Regions from separate parts of the Mus musculus genome. Here all the other regions are linked to region 2. Evidence: chromatin contacts called from public Hi-C and HiChIP or PLAC-seq data. All regions are on one chromosome and are shown on one strand. Each heading gives the region's core, a stretch centred on a gene start, on an enhancer-like site or on the middle of the called end of the contact. The rest is flanking DNA. Distances are from core to core; before and after follow the strand shown. Region 1 has its middle 98 kb from the start of Gm46879. Region 2 holds the start of Gdf6 (growth differentiation factor 6). Region 3 has its middle 110 kb from the start of Gm35008.

Region 1 (4,007 bases), core at 684-3,183, 470 kb after region 2:
ACGCAGAAACCAAGGCTTCTTTAGAACAGAATCATGTAGGGGCTTGGAGGTTCAATTTAGATGTTGGAGCCTTTGGAGGTGCAGGTAGGAGACAGCGCAGACATCATTACTCTACTCCCTTCATCTGAGCAGCTCAGAGTTGACCTTCTAATGGGATCTGGTTTGCTTGACAAGTCCTTTTGGATTTGAAGGGAACAGAGATCCAAGAACATGAGACCTGAGGAAGATGGGATCTAGTTGAGTTTCAGGGTCCCCTAACGTGACCTGCAAATAGCATTCACTTAAGAAATCTCACTACCGCTGAGATGAAAGGATGGACCATGTAGAGACTGCCATATCCAGGGGTCCACCCCATAATCAGCATCCAAACGCTGACACCATTGCATATACTAGCAAGATTTTATCGAAAGGACCCAGATGTAGCTGTCTCTTGTGAGACTATGCCGGGGCCTAGCAAACACAGAAGTGGATGCTCACAGTCAGCTAATGGATGGATCACAGGGCTCCCAATGGAGGAGCTAGAGAAAGTACCCAAGGAGCTAAAGGGAACTGCAACCCTATAGGCGGAACAACATTATGAACTAACCAGTACCCCGGAGCTCTTGACTCTAGCTGCATATGTATCAAAAGATGGCCTAGTCGGCCATCACTGGAAAGAGAGGCCCATTGGACACGCAAACTTTATATGCCCCAGTACAGGGGAACGCCAGGGCCAAAAAGGGGGAGTGGGTGGGTAGGGGAGTGGGGGTGGGTGGGTATGGGGGACTTTTGGTATAGCATTGGAAATGTAAATGAGCTAAATACCTAATAAAAAATGGAAAAAAATATTAAAAAAAAAAAAAAAGAAATCTCACTACCTCTCAAAAGTGTAGAGGTAACATGGCAAAGGAAAAGAACCAGGGAGTTTTTCTGAGTTGACCAGATAAAAGCCACTTGATCTGCTGAGTCACCTGCTTTGAATTCACAATAAAATAATAAAATAAAATAAAATAAAATAATAAAACCCCACAAGAATATGGACTATAACAGAACCTACTACTAAGTTTGAACTGCTTGCTGCAACCCTAAGCAACAGCCATGACCTCTGTCAGTGAAGAGAAGACTATCTAAGAGACATGACACATGACAGCTGAAGGGGTCTGCCCTGGCCACCCCCTCCTTTAAAAAAAAAAATCTTGAGCTTTTCCTGGAACTAGATTCCATGGCCTCCTCCATTCTTGACTGTCAAAATACACCGGAGCACTTTTGACAGTTTCAGCTTAGTGTTTTGCTTTAAGGAAAAAATATGTTTTTGACAAATTCAGCTGTACTTTTAGCAAAACAGTGCAGCAGATTCAATCAGAGTTACAAAAAAGTCAAAATGCACCAGCAAGCAGTAGCATGGCTGTAGGCCCAACTAGGTGCCTCAACATACCAGATAGAATTCAATTTCTCTTCTTTTCTTGAAGTTGCTTCTATTTTTTTCCTCTCTGTGATTCCAAAAGGAAATGCTTATAATTATTGGCTCTCCGTGTAATGATTATCACATTTTTTTTTTAAATTTCAGAACAAACACCTCTGGAAACACATTCCTCCTGGTAACCTGAACCCCCTCCCCCAGCTCAGTAAGAGTCTGATTGATTTTAGCAGAACAAAGGGACAGGGGCATCTCATTTGAAACCCAGATGAGCCATTCCCTATTTCCTTTTAAGCCAGGAGTGAGGATGGTTGGGTGGTCAATGTTTCAAGGGGGGGGGGGGGGAGAAACTCAGACTTGAACAGGGCAACTGTACAGTGTCTATTTTCTGACCTGGAATTGGTTAGGTAAGAATAGAAAAGTCATCGTCTGGTAGTCCAAACAGGAACCTCCAGTCTGCAAACACTTACTCCCATCAACACTGCTCCAAGGAGGTGCCGAAATGCAGGGTCCCTCATTCTGATCTGTGTCTGTCCTGGTCTGAATTAACAGAAGGGAACAGGAAATGGAGCAACACTGCCCATAAGTAGGAAAGCCGAGAAGGAGGGGACTCCTTCTGCTTTCAATCAAGAGAAAGTACAATCTGAGGTATCATCAGGCATCTCTCAACCCCTGGCCAAGCCAGGCTTCTGCAGGGAGCAGGGGCTCGCTATGGATGGAATTACACACTTAGCAAGTGAGAATTATTTCTTGGAGCGAATACCCACACACAGTGACAGTGTGGCTAGAAGGGGAGCAGACAGGGCTGGTGCATTTAGTGCTGCATCTGTCAGAGAAGCCTCCGCCATTGTTGTTACCAACGTTCCCATAAATAGTATTTCAGAGTTAGGTATCTTCCCAATACCCAATCTGGAATTTCCAAAGCACGAAAGGTTTCTGTAAAATAACCTTTCATGGAGAGACCTTTATAACCCAGGAACCCAGAAGTGATTTATTTCCCATCACCAGATTATTTCTGTTGTAGCAAGCAATGTTTGTAAAATTCTGGTTATTTTCCCATGCTTTGCCAACATCTTGGGTAGCTGATAGTAAGATCTGGGAACTAATTTGCTTAATTTCAATTAGCTAATCCAATAACCTGGTACGCTTACTTTGCTTGCACAGCAAGCCTTTCAACAACTAGAAATTAGGGCATTTCTTACTGGAGGAAAGTTTGTCTACAGTCCCTTGTTTTCAGCAGAGGGAGGATGGGTTTGCCCAGTGGTGATTCTGGTTAGACATACTGCTCTGGGATTGGGTGGAATAGGGGTTGAAAGGAAAGGTGTAGGTTATCATCCTCTTCCCAACCCACGTCTTCAAATGTTGGCTATATTTATTTACTTCCTTCAGAATAAGTTTCCCAAACTAAAAATTGACCATAGATAACTGAAAGGCAGAGGACATGCTGTTTCGGTTATCCTATCAGACGGGCCTCAGTCTGTCTCCTTCTGGGCTAATCAGAAGTTGCCCGTGGTATTGGGAATGTGTTGGTGAGCAGTTGGCTTTGAGCATTGATAGCTCCATCAAGGTACTAACCATGGCATTATCATAAAGCAGGTTTATTTGAACTCAATACTGTTGCTATTGAGGACATTTATCAGTATGTAGCACAGAGACCTTAAACTCACTATGTAGTCCAGGCTGGCCTGGAACTTGATACCCTCCCCACTTAGCTTTCTAAGCACTGGGGTTCAAATATATACTGACACACCTAGCTGGAACTTTATTTTATCTTAAAGTTCTGTTACTATTTCTGGAAAATACTTGATTTTCTTTTCTTAAAACACACACAAACAGTACAAACTGTATATTGTGCTTCTGGCCTGCAATTCCAGCAAATAGAAGGTTGAGGCAAAATTGCAGGCTCTGGCTAGTCTAGGCTACCAAATGAGTCTCTGTCACAAGAAAACAAAAATAACAGTGACAAAAGAACCTTTAGAAAGACATGGTGATTCATCCCTGTAAATCTAGATCTCAGGAGGCAGAGACAGGAGAATTACCACAAGTTTAATGTCAGCTTGGTATATATGGCAAATTCTAGGCTGGCCAGGACTATACGACAAAACTCTGTCTCAAAAACAAACAAAACCAACCAACCAACTACCAACAAAGACAACAAAACAACAATAACAAAACCTGTAAAATAGTAAATTATTTAGAAAAACATTTAAGTGCCACCAGAATGTAGAGTAAGCTGACTTCATCAAGACATTCCCAAAGCTGAACCCGACGTCCTTCTGGAGCAGCTTGGGAGTCCCCCACCCCCACCCCTCAAGTGAGCAAAAAGTTTCATAACGATTTGTGTCTACTATTTTGTCTAGCACTAGATAAAGTTCTTCAGTGCTCAGAAATTCCTTAATACCACAGCTGAGTCTCTATAAAGGTAAAACTACATTTAAAAACTCTCTCTCTCTCTCTCTCTCTCTCTCTCTCTCTCTCTCTCTCTCTCTCTTTCTCTCGTGTGTGTGTGTGTGTGTGTGTGTGTGTGTGTGTGTGTGTGTGTGTGTGTGTGCGCGCGCGCGCGCGCACATGCGAACTCATTTGTGCACATGCACACACATGCATGCATCCT
Region 2 (4,093 bases), core at 583-3,082:
GTGAATGATAATGCTAGAAAGCAGAAGGAAGAAGCTAGACTCCTTCAAGTCCCAGACAGGCCATGGGTTGGCAGTCATGAACTGAGTAGCCCTAAGGGACGTTAAATGGGTTGGGGTAGAACCAGAATCTCTAGTGATAGAGAGCAAAGCAGCCCCTCTCAATAGCCTCGCAATTAGGAGTAGTGGCAATACAGGAGCAGTGTGATCGTGGGCCTCAGTTTCTCTGTCTGTAAAATAGAGATAATGTGGCCCTTGTCTCAGGCTTGTTATGAAGATTATGTGAAACTGTTTGCTAAGGCCATAGAGCCAGGCCTGACACAGCAGATGTCCAAGGTGAGTGTCATGCCTCTTAAGGAAGTCAGAGTAAAGAGAAGGGGAGAGAGGACCAAATTATCCTCACGCCTGCAAGGTCCCAATGAAGACAGGAGGGCCAGGGCGAGAGAACCCACAGAGACACAGCTCAAACCAGGAGGAGCAGAATGGTGGAACCACTGCTTCCTGGGTCTATCCGTGGCTGTGCCCTCTTGGCTGAATGGCCCTGGAAAGCCTTTATCTCTGAGCCTTTTGCCCCCCCCCTTTTTTTTTTAAATCCATAAGTGGAGTAATTTACAGGAGGACGTTTACAGATGGTGCGTGAGTACCCTGTAAAGACTCTGGACAACTTCCGTCTAGAGCGCTGTGCGAGAGAAGCAACGCTTCGCCGCCAAACCTAGCAACGTCCTGAACCGCGGGGCGGTGGGCGGGGAAGACACTGGGAATCTGGGGACAGATAAAGGAAACTCGTGATGGGGCGAGGCTGGGCTGAAGAGAAACAGATTGGGGTAGAGCTGCGCAGGGAGGGGTCTGGTGAAAGGGGGAGAGAGAGGGTGGGGATCAGAGAGTTGGGAGGCCACAGCCAAAAAAAAAAGCATATTTGGGGGGCAGGGACTGGGTGAGGAGAGGTATCGAATCGGAATGGGAAGGAATTTGGGGGAAGGACTAATTCCTGAAGACAATAGGAAAGAGGAAAAAGGAAGTACGGGTGCAGAAGAAGAGGGAGTCAAGCCCCTAAGGGTCCAGAGAAGTGTGGGGTCCCACGAAAGAGAAATGAAGCAGCTGGAGCAAACACCAGAGATTGAGGTCTGCGAGAGGAGAGTCTGGGGCCTGCAGGAGAGCGCGGCAGCTCCGAGCACCGGTCCAAACTCTGAAGACTGGTGGCCTTTGCCTGACCTCGAAGGTCGGGAATTGACGCGGGTCTTTGTGGAAAGCAGCATTCTACCAAGAGAAGGGGGCTGTGAAGGACTGGCCCCTGCGCCTGGCTTCCGGGACTCAGGGATGAAACTTGTGGGCGCGCGGGGGGGGGGGGGTGAGAGGGTGCTAACCGCCCGCTAGGAGGGTAGGGTGGCAAAGAGAGGGTGCCACTGCCCGGAGCCAGGGCGCAGCCTGCGGCAGCAGCCCCCCACCCCCACCCCCGCTCCGAGCCAGCCGCCGCGGCTGCCACTCCCCCGGGTCCCTGGAGAAGTTCGAGCAGCTGGTGGGGACTGACGGTCCCCGGCGCAGGCGGCTGCCTGCGGGCTCTGGCTCCCCAACCCTGGGACAGAGGCGCTCGCCTCTGGCTCGCCCAGTCGGCGCTCCGGACCCCGTGGGGCTCTTCCAGCTCTCACCTTGCCACCACCACAGCCCACCGCTGCCCCCCACCCCACACCTCCTGCCCGCACTACCCGCCTCCCTCCCTATCCCCGCAGCGCTGCTCTCCCCTCCTCTCCCCACCTCCCGGCGAGGGGCGGGAGGGGGCGTGGCAGGGCCTGGATTTGTGTAGCTGCTACCCGGCTCCCCGCACTCGTAGTCTGCAGGAGGAGCGCGGCCCCCGCCGCTGTCCAGCCGCTCCGTGCCTTTCGCGCCCGGCGCAGCCGCTGCTGTCGCCGCCGCCTCTCCGAGTAACTTAGCCACTCGCTCGCCATGGACACTCCTAGGGTCCTTCTCTGGGCGATCTTCCTCATTAGCTTCCTCTGGGATTTGCCGGGTTTCCAGCAGGCTTCCATCTCCTCGTCCTCCTCCTCCTCCACCGAATTGGACTCCACCAAAGACGTGGGGAACCGCAAAGAAGGGAAGATGCAGCGAACTCCACAAGAGAGTGCCGAGGGCCGGACGCCCCCGGAGCACGGGCTGCGGCAGAAGGACCTCCGGCGGCGGCCGCCCGGACAACATCAGGGGCAGGAGCCGCCGGGCAGGGGGCTGCGCGTGGTGCCTCACGAGTACATGCTGTCAATCTACAAGACTTACTCCATTGCCGAGAAGCTGGGCATCAATGCCAGCTTTTTCCAGTCTTCCAAGTCAGCTAATACGATCACTAGCTTTGTAGACAGAGGACTGGGTAAGTGGCAAAGAAAGCGCCCGACTCCTCTCCAGTTGGAGCTCCTCAGCCAGAGCTCTACCCAGGCTCTGGCAAGAGGCTGCTTTTGTGAATTCCCTTCGCATTTTGGACACCTCCCCCCTATTTTACTTTTCTCAAGCCCCCAATTCTGAGTGCAGCTGCAGCTTTTTGCTCCAGTCTGCAATTCTCCCCTACTTTCTTACTTTTTTTCTCTCCTTTTCCTTCCTGTTTTCTATTTTGCCGAAAGCATCGCGGCGGTCAATGGTCTGGTAGCTAGCAGAGGAAGCATAGAGGAAAAGAAGTGATGAGCAAATGAAGGGAAAGGGAGAAGGGTCAGAGAAAGGACTGAGAGACCCTGGCTCCAAAGCTTGTGAGGGTCGCGGGCCCTAGAGCATTCATGAGAGCTTTAGAGAGCCTCCTGTCTCTCAAGGAAAAGCCAGCACAAGGTAGTCAATCCGTCTAGGATCGGTGTCAGGCAGTGCCTAGATCCAGCAGCCCTGTGGGTTCACCCGATGTCCTGCGTAGGGTGTGGGGAAATATCAGCCAGGTGGGCACCCAGTGCCTTGTGGCACCGTTTTTATTTTTCCTCGTCTCACACATGATAGTTTTCAAGCCACCATCTTCGGGGTGGGCTGAAACTGGGACTGATAAAAGCGTGGAGTTGTTGGTGCTTACTGTACTACAGGACGGTACTCATCTACCTTTCTCAGCCAGGCAACCCTTCTATCGATGATCATCTCGGGACCCTACCCTCATCCCCTGTGCCAGACAGGATGCATTCCCGTCTATAGGATTCTGAGCTTCCTCCTCTTGCTATTATCGCTGATCCACAGCATAGCATGGGCAATGAAATCATAGCATCTCAGAGAAATCTTCAGAGATTGGGGAAAGTTCCACTGGCTCCTAGAGAGGAAAAGTAATTCCGAAAAAGCAAGAAAGGAGGAGAGAAATAGCAAAGGGCTGAGAGGAAGGTACAGAGAAGGTAAGAGGTACGTCCCATACTCCCAGACTTAGCTTTGACTCTCTTCCTAGACCCACAGGTTCGGGTTCAGAGGAAAGTACCCAGAAATTCAAGAGTCCCCGGGATTGGGCTGAGGGAACTGCTCACCTACATCTATCTACCTTAATTGTCTGCTCAGCTACATCTATCTACCTGAATTGTTCCCTTGAACCTTTCCAGAGTAGGCTAATGTCCCCCTCCCCCACCTGCCCCAAGCTCTATTCAATCTCCAGCATCCAGCTTTCTGGAAGCTGCTTTTCTTCGCAGCCAAGGTTCTGGCCCAGCCAGGTACTCAGCTACAATCCGAGGTCAGCTGGGTTATGAGCTGCTGAAAGGTCTCGATAGCAAATTAACGCCGCTGTATTTTATGACGATTTTAGGAATAATAAAGTCACCTTTACAAAGACACGTGGCTTCTTCGTATTGCTGCTACTAGGTCTTGGACCTGGGTACTCTAACTGCAGCGCCAGCTTCTTCCTACCGCGCTGCAGTGCAGTCTCTCCCAGCAACTTCTCTGTTAACCTGGCATCTCTAGTGCCATCACCAAAGGAGAAGTGACTGAAGGTCAGAGAATACTGCTTTAAGGGAAGAAATCCTAGAGGCCTAGGCTGCCAGGCGATGGGTACGTTTTTTTTTTTTTTTCTTTTCCTGGGAAGTGGCAGGCTCTCCCATTTTACCCCAGGCAGACACCCTCATTGGTTCACTACTCCCTGAGAGTTCCTTGGCACAGGACCAAAGGA
Region 3 (4,241 bases), core at 909-3,408, 410 kb after region 2:
TGGCAAAGGACCTAGATTTAGGACAGTAGTAAAAATCTCAAAACCATTTGGATTTTTTTTATAATCTATCACTTGTATTTTCTTAAGTTTTGCATAATAACCATATGACAGAGCATCCATGCTTCTTGAAAAGACAGATAGTAGGGTATACTAGTAGGCTAGTAGTCCCCAACTAGGCAAATCTCTCAGTGTTCATGCCTATATTGATTAGCTGTTGCTTTTGAAACAGTCCTGCAAATTGAGCTTAACGCAAAAAATACATTCTTTTTGTTTTTTGGGTTTTTTTTTTGGTTTTTTGGTTTTGGTTTTTCAAGACAGGGTTTCTCTGTATAGCCCTGGATGTCCTGGAACTCATTTTGTAGACCAGGCTGGCCTCGAACTCAGAAATCCGCCCGTCTCTGCCTCAAAAAATACATTCTTAAGTTCTGGGGGCTGTACGTCTGAAATCAAAGGGATCAAAAAGGCTAGACTCCAAGGGAGGAGTTCTTGTTTTCCACTTCTGGAAGTTTCAGGGTGTCCTCACTGATTTCCACTGATTTGGAAGCCCCACTTTTTTCCAGGACAATAACATCTCAGCAAGAACATATCAGAAAAGTCATTTTTAAATAAGATCACATTATAAGTTTACCCACTTTCCTCCAGGACAATAACATATCAGCAAGAACATATCAGAAAAGTCATTTTTAAATAAGATCACATTATAAGTTACTGGTAATTGGGATCTCTGAAGACATACTTCAGTTTATACCAGCACCCTATGCTATCTCCCATACCCTTGATTGTAGGTCATGTAACTTGCTTCAACAAACACGAAAGCAATGGGCTGATGCAGGAAAAGCCCATGAGGCCTTGAGCACTGGGTCCTCGTGATGGAGCACTATCACCAACAAGTGAAGATGGATGCAAGTCAACTGAGACAAACAACTTGTAGGTTGAAAGGTTATTTGGGTTCTGCTTTGAAGATCCAGTCCATGATCAATTGGTCTAATTGTTTTGGGCCTGTAGTAAGACAGCACAGCATTCTGGGAGTAAGCAGCAGAATCAAAACATTCATCTCAGACTGAGGAGTATGAGAAGGACTGGCACCTCACAGTCTCCTTTGAGGTTACCTCCCAATGAGCTAAACCTTCCCGACCCTCTCAATACTACCACAGTGCAAACCAATCCTACACGTGTGCCTGAAGCGGACATTTAAGGTCCAACCTACAGCATCAAGTGTTGCTTTGGGTCACGGCATAGAAAGAATGGCAAAATGAAGCCATGCCACCCCAGATGCTCCAGCTCAGCCCAGCCTTTAGCTCAGCCTTATACTGAGTCCACACATCTTGTAGCACTTTTGTGAAACCACTGTTTCCTAGGCAGATCACACAATTGTGAGAAGCTGCATACTATTACTTCCAGGAGCTAATGAGTTTGGAGATAGTACCAGGAAATCAATGGATGCTGGCTTTCCTAAGGTATAAACACAATTAGGGTTGAGGTTCTTCAGCCTCCCATTCTAGAATCACGAATTTAACTAGAATTGAAGAGAACATTGAAAATAATACAGTCTGACTTCATCATGTCGCAGATAAGAAAACTGAAACCCTGTACTTCAGAGCAACACAGAAGAGACAGGCATCTGTCTGCAGACTGCTGGCTCTGCTCATTTGACATTGCCTCAGGTCACACAATCTAATATGAGACTACTGAACTAAAGGTGGGGCCAGCTCATAGGTGCATAGCTATTTAGTGTTCACTATCAGGGTTAAAAATCAGCTTCCCCAACTTCTACTCTACAATTCTCTTCCTTTGGGAGGGGGCGCATTGAGCATATAGTGTCATATTCTCGCACACATAGCTGAGTATTGTTCTGGCAAGTGTTCTTCGTCCCAGAGTAAGGTTTGAGGGAATGGAGAGCATCCATTATCTTTCTTAGCTGTGGCATCTCTTTTTCTTGTATTCTTTCCCTTCCTAAATCCCCCGGCCTTGGCTATATGAGTAAGAAGTCCTACCCCTCCCCACCAGCCACTTCATGCAGGCTAGATTAATGAGGTTATGTCTCCAAAGAACTTTGAGTTCCTTGGAAGAAAGGCATCAACATGCAAAGTGGTGGTTGTTATTGCGATTACTTCACTGAGTAGGGTTTCACAGCTGTCCTGATGGAAAAGGGGCCAACAAAACAAAATGCCAGTTTCCCCCAACAGAGGAGCAGCTGGGATGGATTATAAATGAGACCTGTGTGCCCGGTTCTCTTTTTTTGTCAAAGCCCATCAGCCTTTCTCAATGCCCGGCTCTCCCCTTGACAGCCCAGCAAGCTCCCTGGGCCAGACAGGTGTGGGCAAAGACAGCCTCTCAGCTCCATGTGCAGAAGCCTACTTGGCAGGGACAGAAAAACCGTATATTCTGAACCAGGGCCAACCCATTAACAGTGCTCAGTAATGCAATGGATTTCTGCAGTGGTGACTTGGGGTAAGTAAAACATTCTCATTGCTCAAACTTCCCTCTACTTTATGGGACAGGAGGGACAGAGGAGGGAGCAGGAAGAGGGTGTGCAAACTCAGAGAAATGTTAAATTGGCAGGACCAGAGCACCTCTGCTCACCTCTCCTCTCTTTCCTTCCTTTTCTCACTTCCCTCCTATCTCATCCTTCATTATTTCCTTCCTTCCTTTCTTCCCCCTCCTTCCCTCCTTCCCTGCCACTTAACATATATGTATTAAATATTATGTCAGGCACCATGTGAAATTCTCAGGAAATACAGACAAATACGATCCGATCCCTGAGGCAGAAGAGACCGTGGAGACAAATAAAGTAGAGACAAATAAACAGACAGAAACTTCCCTTTCCTGAGCCACATTGCTATGGCAAGAGCATGACTCCATAGAGACACATAAAATAGATGTGCACCCAGTTTTGAAAGGACCTCGGAAGGTTATGAAAGGCCAATTGTAGGCTTAGTAGGGAAGAGGTTGTATTTAGCATCCATGCCTCCATTAGTCCCAAAATAGCAGAAAATCAGTGTTGTGTGTGTAGAAAAATAGACTCACTTTTGTAATAGTATTTGCCATTCTCACCAGTTGTTCCTCTTATGGAACATGGTCTCGAGTAAAGCACTACTGAAAACTTTAAACATAGTTACTTGTTCAAGCAGCATCGATGATTTTATAAAGCAGATTTTATCACCATGTTTATCTTACTAAAGATGAAACTGGGACCCAGGAAGGTGAAGTGACCTGCATAAAGCCACAGAATTAGTAAATAAGAGCTTCATGTGCCTTTCCACACAGAGCACATACCTGGAACCTGACATGGAAGCCCGTCATACAGAGACCCACCTACTATCAACTCCACATCTATGAATTCTGTCATGATTTGATTTCTCTCTAAAGGTCTGTGCTAGCGAGGCACAATGCTAAAAGTGATTTCTTCCAAAATGCTTACTAACCAAAAGCAACATTTCCATGTGCAGAAAATATGGGTGTCCTCGTTTATTTGGAAGAATAGGTAAGCACACTGACATTTTCTTCAGATCTGATAACTTCTTTTGGAAATAGTGTCCTTGCTTTTTAAAGTCATAACTTCAGTAACCCATTTGACCTAACTTTGCTGAAGTATGACAAATAGAATTGTGTATATTAGAAGTGTACAATATAGTATTTTGATATACAAAGACATTACAACATGACTACCAAAATCAAGCTTATTCATTTCCGCACATGATTGCATTTTGCACATCCCCCCTCTTTTTTTCTCTCTGTCTCTGTCTCTGCCTCTGTCTCTCTGTCTCTGTGTCTCTGTCTCTCTCTGTCTCTCTCTGTCTCTCTCTGTCTCTCTCTCTCTCTCTGTGTGGTGTGTGTGTGTGTGTGTGTGTGTGTGTGTGTGTGTACATGCACATCTGCATATGTGTAAGCATAAGAGAGAGAAGAGGCCTTTACACAGAATTGAATGCACAACTACATTGGAAAAAATTAGTATTAGTCAAGAAGAAAATTAAATTGTACCTAAGGAGAATTTGGCTCTTTTAAATTATAGCTGCTTTTGTTCTGGAACTTTCTCTAATCCTCTCTTTTGTCTCTCTAGCTAGACTTTTAGTTCCTAGAGAGCAAGACCGGTTTAAATCTTTTTCTACCCTCGACAGCACCCACCTAACCTTTCCGTGTACTTTCAAGGGTGATCTTGCTGTGTCTTTACTAAAGAATTTATGTCAACATCTCTTAAGACAGAAGATCCCCCCAGGACATCTAAGGAGGATCATGAATAT

Evidence for each region. A called contact is a pair of places that touch in the nucleus more often than the background predicts. HiChIP or PLAC-seq counts read pairs in DNA pulled down with a chosen protein or histone mark.
Region 1: a contact with region 2 is called in an H3K27ac HiChIP or PLAC-seq map of embryonic stem cells, with 2.6 times the contacts expected there. The contact joins the enhancer-like site here to the promoter of Gdf6 in region 2. A contact is called at or near these places in 3 of 39 promoter capture datasets (the 3T3-L1 cell line, embryonic stem cells and hippocampal neurons), 4 of 484 Hi-C or Micro-C datasets (the HL-1 cell line, cardiomyocytes, embryonic stem cells and 1 more) and 4 of 115 datasets of contacts at active chromatin or transcription factors (craniofacial prominence, embryonic forebrain and embryonic stem cells).
Region 3: a contact with region 2 is called in a Hi-C map of muscle stem cells, with 1.9 times the contacts expected there. The contact joins the enhancer-like site here to the promoter of Gdf6 in region 2. A contact is called at or near these places in 12 of 39 promoter capture datasets (the 3T3-L1 cell line, 3T3-L1-derived adipocytes, the HPC-7 cell line and 6 more), 4 of 484 Hi-C or Micro-C datasets (muscle stem cells, myocytes, uterus and 1 more), 4 of 115 datasets of contacts at active chromatin or transcription factors (embryonic fibroblasts, embryonic limb bud, fetal liver and 1 more) and 1 of 9 other capture datasets (embryonic stem cells).

Annotation. Positions count from the first base shown.
Region 1 is chr4:10,310,123-10,314,129 of GRCm38.p6, forward strand. No RefSeq gene overlaps it. Among named protein-coding and RNA genes, the nearest start is that of Gm46879, 98 kb to the right of the region's middle. Within about 2 kb of position 1,934, at least 7 of the 459 cell types and tissues checked have an H3K27ac peak or open chromatin away from gene starts, as enhancers often do. A contact at or near this core is called in craniofacial prominence and embryonic stem cells, where this site is marked.
Region 2 is chr4:9,842,540-9,846,632 of GRCm38.p6, forward strand. Gdf6 (growth differentiation factor 6) reads left to right here and starts at 1,833. Exons shown (of 2, transcript NM_013526.1): 1 at 1,833-2,353. The coding sequence starts at 1,939.
Region 3 is chr4:10,252,168-10,256,408 of GRCm38.p6, forward strand. No RefSeq gene overlaps it. Among named protein-coding and RNA genes, the nearest start is that of Gm35008, 110 kb to the left of the region's middle. Within about 2 kb of position 2,159, at least 3 of the 459 cell types and tissues checked have an H3K27ac peak or open chromatin away from gene starts, as enhancers often do. A contact at or near this core is called in muscle stem cells, where this site is marked.